2 separate regions of the Mus musculus genome follow, and region 2 is linked to region 1. Evidence: chromatin contacts called from public promoter capture Hi-C data. All regions are on one chromosome and are shown on one strand. Each heading gives the region's core, a stretch centred on a gene start, on an enhancer-like site or on the middle of the called end of the contact. The rest is flanking DNA. Distances are from core to core; before and after follow the strand shown.

Region 1 (5,419 bases), core at 2,847-5,346:
TGTCCCTTGCACAAATCCCCACCTGTTTCAGTGACCTTGTCTGTAACACCTATCGGAACAGGAGTATTAATAAGCACCCTTTGTCCACTCACATTCTCCCAAATCAAAACCTCAACTGGCTTGTACATTCGTGCCTTTAAGCCAGTCTAGTCCCGAGTCTCCATGACCTAAGACCTTTTTCTTGAGTCCTCTTTCCGTACCATTCTAGGCCAGGCTAGAGAAAGAGGCTCTGTTTGTACCACCAGTGTTGGGAAACAGTCCTAATTTACCTCCAATCCCAAAAGGCTCAGGGCATGATGCACAGCAGGAAGTCTGCAGCTTCCTGCTCATGTCCACTCTGAGGATTCTCAGAGGAAAAAAAAAAGTCTTCCTAAGACATTTAACTCATAACCTAAGCCGCGCAGCTCAAACCTGAAGCCTAGAACATAAATTCTAGGATATGTATGCAAGCCAGTCTATACTCAACCTTTCATTTATGACTGTTTCCTCTGCTCGTGGCCTTTTCCCATTGAACACCCTCTTGGAACTTTATCTTGCACATAAAAGAACTAATGGTGCTACCTCCTTCCTCAACCCGGGAGCAACTCAGGCACCCCAAACATTCTGTATAGTCTCCCATCCTTCCCTTGTGTATAAATGGGCCTGTATTTAACACACTGTGCAATGTTGGGTTATTTATTTTGTGCATCTGTGGCAATAAATGAGATCTAAGTGGTGCCATGGGTTTTGCTGATTTCTGTACTGTGCACAGCCAGAGGCCTGGAGGGCAGTACCCAGATCCTAGCACCAGCCGGGGAGGGCTGAGAGAGCAAGACACCTGGGTTGGCAGACACCAAAGCCTAGGCAGGAAAGGGTAGGAGCATACTGCAGGGGCCTGTCCCCTCATCTCTTTGCTTTCTCCCTCTTTCCTTTTAGGGACCCAGGCCCCTAGGACACCAATGCTGAAGCTCAAAGATTAAAGGCTGAGAAAATCATTGGCTCTAAGTCAGTGGTCTCAGCCAGCTTTGTCAGAAATGTTATATTCAGGACATGGCTATTTTTTTTTTTTTTTTGGTTCCACTTTCCATTAGGTGTGAATGACAAAGACCTCTCCTAACTCCTTTGGAGAGCCATAAGGGGTAAGAGGAGCAGAAGGGCCAGGGAACCCTATAGTCTCCACACAACCTTACATCCCACAGGCAAGAACTAAGATTTAGGAAAACTGCATCAGTAGAAGAACCATAAGCCAGGATTAATACGCAGAACTGGGGTGCAAGATTGCCTGGCATCTGATTGGAGCCCTGGCAGTGAAAGCTGGGACCGTTGAAAACCCAGTTGAAGTGCTTGGGACTCAAGCTGAGGGTGCAGGTGGCCAAGATACTGGATCCCAGGACAGGTAGTTTGGCAGTGAGAACAAAAGGGATAGACTGGGACCAAGATGCCTGGATCCCAGGCATGGGAGCAAACTGTAGGGAAGCAGGGGCTGGGAGAACCCAGAAGCCTGGGTTCTGGAACAGCAGCAAGTCAGAATTCCAGGATCTGTATCCACCCTCCTCTTCCTCTTCTCTATCACTCAGGAGACGGAAGAAGGGGGCAGGAGAACGGAGGCAATGGGTGGAGTCCCCATGTCAGATGGATATATTTGGGGCAGGCAGACACATGAATGGTGAGAGGGATTTAGTGCTGCATAGGTCCTGGAGGGGGCTTAGAGGGATCAGGAGGCTGTGGAGGAGTGGTTGGGGTGGGTGCTGGGGTTGTAGGACGCCGTCCTTTGCGGTGACCCCGTACACAGTGCTTATGACTACAGCCTTCTTCTTCATCCTCATCACTCTCGGTGGAGCTCTCGCCAAAGGCCCGAGGCTTCTCATAAATACAGCAGCCTGAATGGAGAGAGAGAAAGCCAGCTAAGAAGGATGAAGAGCAGTGTTCAGTCAGTTTCATTTCCACCAGATCTGTGTGAAAACCTCTCCCTACTTTTCTGGAATCCAGCTGCCTTAGCCTCTTCCCCCAGGAATTCAAGAGAGAGTCGGAAAAACCTGACTCCCATTCTGCCATGGCTTGCCCCCGCCCCCACCCCTAACTCCAGGCAGTTGGTACCGCATAGTTTTATTCCCACCTATTTTTCTTTCCAACCAAGAACTCGATAGAGCTATAAAGCAACAGTGAGATGGTGGCCAGGGACACTGGGCCACCCACACTCACATTTCGACGAGCGTCGCCCCATATGCTCATTGTCCACAGTGTCACTGGACCACTCCACCTTCTTCTCTGGCTTGCGTTTCCGAAGTTTCATAGTTAGGCTCTGATTCTCCTGAAAAGTTAAAAGAGGTGTGGGCCCATCTGACTCACTTCCTCTTGATTTTTCCTGTTTCCTATGGAACCTCCTTTTTTCTCTTCCCTGGCTCAGTCAGTAACACACATCATGCCCCTGGAGAGGCAGGACAGCCTGTTTGTGGAGAGTATGAATCCCTGTTCTTGATAACCAATAGTATGCAAAGAAGGCAATTCTTAAACTAGGGAAGGTGCCAGCAAATTGGCAAACTAAGATACAACCAACGCTATCACCCTTGGTGGCATTAATATATGAATGTTATTTTCTCCCTTTCCTGTGACTGGCCTTTGATCTCACTTTCTTCTTCACACCTCTTATTCATGTTCTAAAGAGACTGAGGTATGTAATCTCAGCACTTGGGAGACTGAAATGGCCTCTGCAACATGGTATAGCTATTTTCTCAGAAAAAAATAAAATAAAATAAAGCAGGGATGGGGAGACATCTCTGTTGGTAAAGCTCTTTTGGTGCAAGCATGAAGACCTGAGTTTGATCCCTTGTATCCACGGGAACAAAAACAACAACAAAAAGTCAAATGTGGTGGTGGTGGTGGTGCAAAAAGGCAGATCTCTTGCTAGCCAGACTAGCCTATTTGGCCAGCTCCAGGCACAATGACTCTGTATCATAAGTAAATAAATAAATAAATAAATATAGACCATGTCTCAGACATCTGAGGTTAACTTCAGGCCTACACACACACACACACACACACACATATCAAAATAAAACAAATATCCAAAACCCTCCTTCTACAAAAAAGCCTTCATTCTTTCTTCTCTCATCTTCAAGCCCAGGGCTCCCTAATCCTATCCACTTATTCTTTAACATTCTGGCATCTCTGGTAATAACTGCTAAACTACTAATCTCCTTCAACCCAGACATTGTCAAACCCAACGCATCTTTCTCCCTTTGAAAGCAATTTGTTTTTGCAAAAGTTGTTTGCTCATTTGCTTCTCTCCTCCCTGATCTGCCAAAACACACTTCACCTTATTTTCTTGTTTCCTCATTTCCTCCGCTTTAACACGCACCCATTCCATGACTATCTATTGGTAAGCACTATTGGTAAGTACTCGTTCTGTACATTTGCCTCCAAAACCACGCCTTCTCAAATGGCGTTTCACTTCCTCCCAGTACCTTTCTGGCTCCTTAACCCAGTTTCCGTTTATTACGTACATAGACCACCACCCCAAGCCTTAACACCTATACTCTAATTGTAACTACGGATTAAACAATCCTTGACCAGTCACTTGAACCATTTGAGCGGCTCCAAGCATCTCTATTTAGTTCCTTGCGATTTTCCCAATAAGAGTAAACCCCACATGATGTCCCAGATCCCAAACCCACCAACTTTCCAAACCCCCCTCCCCCTCCCAGTGCCTCCCAGACCCCTAAATAGACCCCCTGCCCGCCTTTCTCACTGGCTCGGTTGTCTCGGTAACCGTTGTCTCAGTAACCGTTGTCTCAGTGACGGTCTCACTTATCCCGGCCCCTGTCTCCGCCATGGCTAAAGCGAAAAGCGAGAAAGCGGGATGAGACACCCTTTCCTTTTTCTGAGCCTCAGAGATCTAAGAGAACCGGTACAAGACTCGGAGTAGAGGCCAGGATGCTCTAGCTTCTTAATCTCCCCTACTCCTCCACGGCCTCTGCTTCCCCACCCCTGGGGAAAACCTGTCCAACCCCACTTCCGGCCTTTCACTTCCGGTTGTGACGCATCCTGCAGAACACAGTTTCCCTTCCCCACCACCGCCTGGGTCAAAGCAGGCGTCGCCAGAATAGTTCCGCCGTAATGCAATAGTGCGCAGACGCTGAGGTTGGCAGAAGTGATGTCATAGTGGGGGGGGTGGGGCTAGGCAAGGCTTAAGTTCATTGGCTGGTCAACTCGAGGCCGTTGTGCTGAAAGGATGAGGTCTGTGTGCCTAGAATCCTTACCCTATCTGCTGTATCCATAAGCTTAGGTGAAAAAATTAGGTGGGACAGGGAGCTATCTCCAAATTCCTTTTTATCATTCTGTCAAGGAGCGGTTTTCCAGGAGCAGGAAATACACTGGGTTCTAGCCGTCTCCCTGTTTGTTGATATCCCAGTGAAGGTACACTAAACCTGAAATTTTTTGACTGTAGTAGGCCCTAAGATTAAAGCCTGAAACACCTAGATTACCATTTAGCTCCCAGTTTGAGGAATGCAAAGGTTAGATGCAGGGGGCAGAGTAACAAATCCAAATTCATCTGGTTAAATTTTGTTAAATCTCTCCACTATCCATCCAAAAATACCAGTTTTTGTTTCCTTACAATGAGAAACTAGATTTAGATAAGATATATGTATAATACATATAAGTGCATCTTTTTTGTATTGTCCTTGTAATGGTTTTCATTTAGGCTTACTATGCTCGAGAGTCCAAACGGGGGGAGGGGGCTCTAATTTGTAAGCTCCTAGCTTGTACAAACTGTCGTGGCAGCCCGCCTACCTCTTTTAACCAGACATTGAAGGTTTTTTTTTGTTTGTTTGTTTGTTTGTTTGTTTGTTTTGTTTTGTTTTCCCAAATAGGGTTTCTTTGTGTAGCCTTGGCCCTTTTGGAACTCTCTCTGTAGACCAGACTGGCCTCAAATTCAGAAACTTACCTGCTTATGCCTCCTCCAGTGTTGGGATCAAAGGCCACCACCACCACCCAACAAAGAATTATTTTATTATTATTATTATTCACTTTACACCCTGTTCACTGCCCCTCTCCCAGGTACTCCCTCCCACAATCCTTCCCCCATCCCCATCCCCTTCTCTGAGTTGGGTGGGATCCCCCTGGCTATCCCCACACCCTGACACTTCAAATCTCAGCGACACTAGGTGCTTCCTCTCCCACTGAGGCTAGACAAGGCAGCCCAGCTAGAAGAACCTGTCCCATGTACAAGCAACAGCTTTTGGGATTGTCCCTGATCCAGTTGTTTGGGACCCGCATGACAACCAAGTTGCACATCTGCTACATATGTGAGGGGAGGACTAGGTCCAGCCCATGTATGCTCTTTGCTTGGTAGTTCAGATTCTGAGAGTCCTAAGGGTTAGTTGACTCATTTGGTCTTCCTATGATGTTCTTATTCCCTTTGGGACTTGAAATCCTTCTT
Region 2 (5,447 bases), core at 1,960-4,459, 8.6 Mb after region 1:
CACAGCCTTTGGTACTTCCTGCTTTTGTCCAATCAGGGCTAAGCACACATCCTGATGTGCTTCCTGCCTAGGCTGCTCCCTGACTACATGGAATTAAGCACGACCTTGCAGTTGTGGCAACCAGTCTTGTTTAATGAAGTAAAAACTGTGACTTGTTATCTCACATGAACAACAGACAGGCCCCAGCATTTCAGGAAGCTATCTGTCCTTGGGCAAGTGTGGCTTCCAGGTTAACTTTAGCCCTTACATGTGCTTTTTCAGGAAGACCAGAATTCTGTTGCCAGCGCCCACATCAGGTGGCTCGAGACTGCCTGTACCTCCTCCAGCTCCAGGGGATTCAACACCTCTGACCTCACCAGGCACCTGAACAAATTCTCTGTCTCTCTCTGCCTCTGTCTCTCTCTGCCTCTGTCTCTCCTCTCTCTCTGCCTCTCCCTACATGTGTGTGTGTGTGTGTGTGCCCATAATTTTTAAAATAATAAAGAAGCCATTCACAAAAGACCACATACAATTGAAGCTATTGGTGGAAATGTCCACAATAGGCAAATCTATATAAAAACAAAAAACTGATTAATGGTTTCCTGAGGCTAGGAAGGACCAAAGGACTGGGGAATAAGGATCAAAGAACGCAAGATTGTTTTCTAAGGTAGTCCCAGTGTGCTGGGGGGTGATTTTAGAAATGGCGGTGAATATGCTAAAAGCTTTGTCCACTTCCTGTGGGTGTGCTTTTCTTGTGTATGTGATGGATGTACAGGCACAAGTGTGGGGTGTGAGGACACCCTAGGGTGCTGGTCCTCGCCTCCCACCTCTGAAACATGGTAATTTGCTGGCCATCACTACAATTCGCTGCAATCACCACCCTGGTTGGCCCACGTGCTTCCTTCTTTCTGGAAACACCTCCTGCCTCACTGTAGGAACATTGAAAAGGTGAACAGGCCTGCCTGGGGATTTGAACTCGAATCTTCACAGTTGTATGAGGAGCCCTTTGCCCACTCCACTGACACTCTAGTCTTGTCTTATTTCAATAAAACGACATTTTGCTGCTTCTTGAAAGAGGCTAGTTCTCCCAGGCTGGCCTCAAGCTCTCTCTCTAGCTCAGGATGACCTTGAACTTGCTCCCATCCTCCCGCATCTTCATCTGGAGTGCTGGGGTTACAGGTGCTCGTCACAACGTCCAGCTTATGTAGTTCTGGTGGATGAACGCAGGGCCTCACAGATGCTAGGCAAAGCCCAACTGTTAGCTCTCCAATCCAGGACAGAGAACTAACTAAGGTGCCTATTTAATGGATCAAAGTTCTCCCAGCATCCCTTAGTCCCTATCTGTTACAGGATATGGCCAGCATATCCTGCCCCCTGCCCCCTATCCTAAACTTCTCCAGCCCAGGGGCTGGGCTACCCTTCCCCCAACTACCCTTCCCTATATAACCCAGCCATTTCTGTACCCAGTCCTTTTGCTTCTTCTTCTCCTTCTCCTTCTCCTCCTCCTCCTCCTCCTCCTCCTCCTCCTTCTTCTTCTTCTTCCTGACAGGGTCTCTGAGTAGGCCTGGCTGTCTTGCACTCTGTAGTTCAGGCTGCCTTCAAATTCACAGAGAGCCACCTGCCTCTCCTTCCCAAGTGCTGGGCGTAAGTGTGAAAGCCACTATGTGCTGCTTTTGAGTTAGTCTAAAGTACAGATTCGCTACTATAACACAAGGGCAGAGGATCTCCTTCTCCTCTAGCTGGGAAAACGGGCTCATCGCAGTTAGTTAAAGAATTTCAGTGTTTTCTCAAGGTCACCAATCTCAAAAATCCCCATCTGGCTTCAGGTTTCTGTTCCAAACACCCTGGAGGAAACCAAAAGAGGCAGAACAACACCTTTAACCTACATGGAAAAGAGAAGGCAGAGGATCACGGGATAGATATACAGGCTTGTCAGAATTCACTATTGCTATAGAAACTCAAGTCCAAAATAGACTATGTATTCCCCGAAAAGAAGCTGTGCTTCAAAAGTTCAAAAGACCCAAATAACACACAAAGACTGGTGGCCAAAAGAGCCCCCTGGGTGGCCAAGGCTGTCCTTCTGACCACAAAGACCTCAGTTCTGTAACCTCTAGTGCAGTGGCTCTCAACCTTCCTAATGCTTCAACCCTTTAAAACAGTTCCTCATGTTGTGATGGCCCCTAACCATAGAATTATTTCATTGCTACTTCATAACTGTAATTTTGCTATTGTTACAAATCGTAATGTAAATGAATGATATGCAACCCTATGTGGTTGCAACCCACAGGGTGAGAACCACTGCTCTGTTGGGTCTTAAACTTGGCAAATCCCTTTCTCTTCCTAGATCTGCTAACTTTCCCAGACTAAAGGTCAAGCAAGGTCATCATGAGAAGTCCTTGAGCTGTCTAGCTGCACCCACAAGGTCTGTTACCATAGAAAGGAAGTCAAGGGGACTGGGCCTGCCAGGACAGGTATCTCTTTTCTCTCAGCAAAATTCAAAGCCTCAGGGCCCTGGGAGGCTCATGGAAAGCCATCGCCACAGCTCTCAGCCAACAGCTTTGTCCTGACCTGTCGACCTGGATTCTCTCATCCCCAAGCAAATTAAAAGACCAAATGTCATTAAGCAATTAATAATGGAGCAGATGCAGTCTGGCTTCTGTGTCTCCACCAGACTCCTGCTCCAAAGAACCTGCTTCAGTCCCTAAGGACAAAGTGGCTCTGCAAACCGAGGGCAGAAGAGGACCTGGCAAGGTCTTAGAGCAGTGCCTGGCACTTACGCAGGGTTCTTGACCACCTCTTGAATACTCACGATCCCTTGGCACTCTTCAGCCTGGATCAGCACAAACCACACGGTCCACGCACCGAATTGCACCCACACCTGTTCCTTTGCAACTCCACAAAATCAATAGCACAACAACCATTACTGCCAGAATACAGATTTTGGAAGCAGAGGCATTGTGTTAATATTGCTACTAACGTTCAAAATACAGCCTAGCATGTAATGATCTTTTTATAATTATCTGTTCAATCCTGGATGAATTAAGGGCCTACTCTATGCAAAGTTACGGTATGCTGAGCCGCTCGCCAGGGGAAGAAGTCCCCTTCTTGGGGAAACACTTTCACTAGAAGCTGAGACTTGCCCCCCCCCCAAGTCTTCCACCCGCCAGGGGCCGCTGTAGGAAACACTAGGCGTCCTTTCGAACGTCACTCTTTGACCCCGCGAAGCCGTTGCCCGGAGCTAAGATGGCGGTGGCGTTGGCTGCCGCAGCCGGTAAGCTGCGGCGAGCCATTGGGAGGTCGTGCCCATGGCAGCCTTTCTCAACCGAGCCCGGTCCACCCCACGGAGCGGCCGTGCGGGACGCCTTCCTGAGCTTCTTCCGAGATCGCCACGGCCACCGGCTCGTGCCCTCCGCTACCGTGAGGCCGCGCGGCGACCCCAGCCTGCTTTTCGTCAATGCAGGCATGAACCAGGTAGGGGCGGGGCCACACCGATCGGGGGCGGAGCTCGGGAGTCAGCCTGAGAAAAGCGCTTCAGGATTGGACCAAAAAAGTGAGGGGCGGAACTCTGAGTGGAAGAGAGGCTGGGTAAAATGGGGTGGGGGCCTGGTTAGGTCTTGGGGAATTAGCTTGGAAACTTGTGGGGAGAAATTAAGTTTATTATCTCTGGATAGCAGCTGTGAAGTCCTGAGGGGCAGGCTCTGAGTGGAAGACTATTTAAATAAATAAAATTCATCCATTGAGTAGACATTTATTGCACTCCTGCTAGGTGCTTGGTAATATTCTTGAAGCTTTGATTCTGTCCAACCACTTCCCTTATCTGTAAATTTTACTACTTTTTACTAGGCAGAGTCTCTTGTTTAAGTTCATTTACCTCTTCTCTACCCTTCCTGACTTTTATGTGCTTCTAGTTCAAGCCCATCTTCCTGGGCACAGTGGATCCACGAAGTGAGATGGCAGGCTTCCGACGTGTAGTTAATAGCCAGAAGTGTGTCAGGGCTGGAGGACGCCATAACGACCTGGAGGATGTGGGGCGTGATCTCTCTCATCATACGTTTTTCGAGATGCTTGGCAACTGGGCTTTCGGGGGTGAATATTTTAAGGTGAGTTTCCAGGGAGCTCTAGAGTTAAAGTCTTTGAACCCTGAGTGCTGGATGTTGTGACCAAGAGCTAAACACAGTGTGTTATAGGGGAGACAGAAAGATGACTGGGTTGGTAAAGTGCTTGTGGATTCCCCAGAACTCGAATTTAAAGTGCGGGCTAACGGTGTGTGCCTATGATGCTGGAATGGCCAGATGGGAGATGGAAACAGATCCCTGAAGAAGTTCACAGACAAGCTAGTCTGGCCAACATCAAAGTCCCAAGCTAATGAGAGACCCTGTTTTAAACAAAAATTAGCTCCTAAGTACAGTCACCCATAGTTGTCCTTTGACTTTCACAAGCACATGTCCACATGTTACAGGTGTGTACACCACACATACACGGGCACGGGCACACACATACACACACGACATCCAATAGGAAAGAATATGCCTCACTTCGCTGATTGAAGGAAGGGGTTGTCTCCTGCTTAATGGCTATTTAAAAGTTAGCTGAGCAGATAGCCAGGCAGCTGTATTGAGATTGTCATTGGACATGAAGTCCCCAGGTCAGGGTGTGTGGGTTGAGAGGCTTAAGGAGAAGATAGAATTCATCTGGGTCTGGAAAGAAGGTAGGCTTGTAAGAATGGGGACAGGAAAAACTCAAGGCAGAAATGGACATGGCTTGATCTGAAACTAGGGTGGGTAGTGGGAATGGTTTTTGTCTTGGCCTCATGATCTTGGGTGGCCCCAATGTCACATCTCTCCACCCCCCGTGGTGGTTTTGCCTACAGGAGGAAGCTTGTAGCATGGCCTGGGAACTTCTGACTCAAGTCTACGGGATCCCTGAGGACAGGTTGTGGGTCTCCTACTTCAGTGGTGACTCCCAGACAGGACTGGACCCAGACCTGGAGACCAGAGACATCTGGCTAAGCTTGGGGTAAGTCAGGCCCCTTCTTCTGTCCCTCACTGGCAATGGGAAGAGTGGAAAGCAGACAGTCAGTACAAACCCTCATGAGTTCGGTATGTGCCAGCGTCCTGTATGTCACTCAGCCCTAGGACCCTTCTTCCTGAGCTGGACTTGGGTGAGAGGTTGTCATAGCAGGAGGCAGGGAGGGAGAGGTTGCCAGCTTCTGAACATGCCAGTCTCCCACCACTTATATGGCTCTCTCCCCCAGAGTGCCTGCCAGCCGTGTGCTCTCCTTCGGACCACAAGAGAACTTCTGGGAGATGGGAGACACTGGGCCTTGTGGGCCTTGTACTGAGATCCACTATGACCTGGCTGGGGGCGTGGGAAGCCCCCAGCTGGTAGAGCTTTGGAATCTGGTCTTCATGCAACACTACAGGTAATGGTGGCCATGGCTACCATTAGTTGTTGGCTTAATTTAAATG

What was found. Promoter capture Hi-C pulls out the DNA fragments that hold promoters and counts their contacts.
Region 2: a promoter capture Hi-C map of pre-B cells shows a contact between it and region 1, with 4 times the contacts expected there. The contact joins the promoter of Aars2 here to the promoter of Ppp1r11 in region 1. A contact is called at or near these places in 2 of 39 promoter capture datasets (liver and pre-B cells) and 2 of 9 other capture datasets (adipose tissue and liver).

Annotation. Positions count from the first base shown.
Region 1 is chr17:36,947,696-36,953,114 of GRCm38.p6, forward strand. It overlaps Ppp1r11 (protein phosphatase 1, regulatory inhibitor subunit 11), which reads right to left and starts at 4,097. Exons shown (of 3, transcript NM_029632.3): 1 at 3,728-4,097; 2 at 2,182-2,290; 3 at 660-1,859. The coding sequence starts at 3,811. The coding sequence ends at 1,657. Rnf39 (ring finger protein 39) reads left to right here. Exons shown (of 4, transcript NM_001099632.1): 4 at 1-291.
Region 2 is chr17:45,503,632-45,509,078 of GRCm38.p6, forward strand. It overlaps Aars2 (alanyl-tRNA synthetase 2, mitochondrial), which reads left to right and starts at 3,210. Exons shown (of 22, transcript NM_198608.2): 1 at 3,210-3,450; 2 at 3,888-4,079; 3 at 4,850-4,995; 4 at 5,234-5,401. The coding sequence starts at 3,223.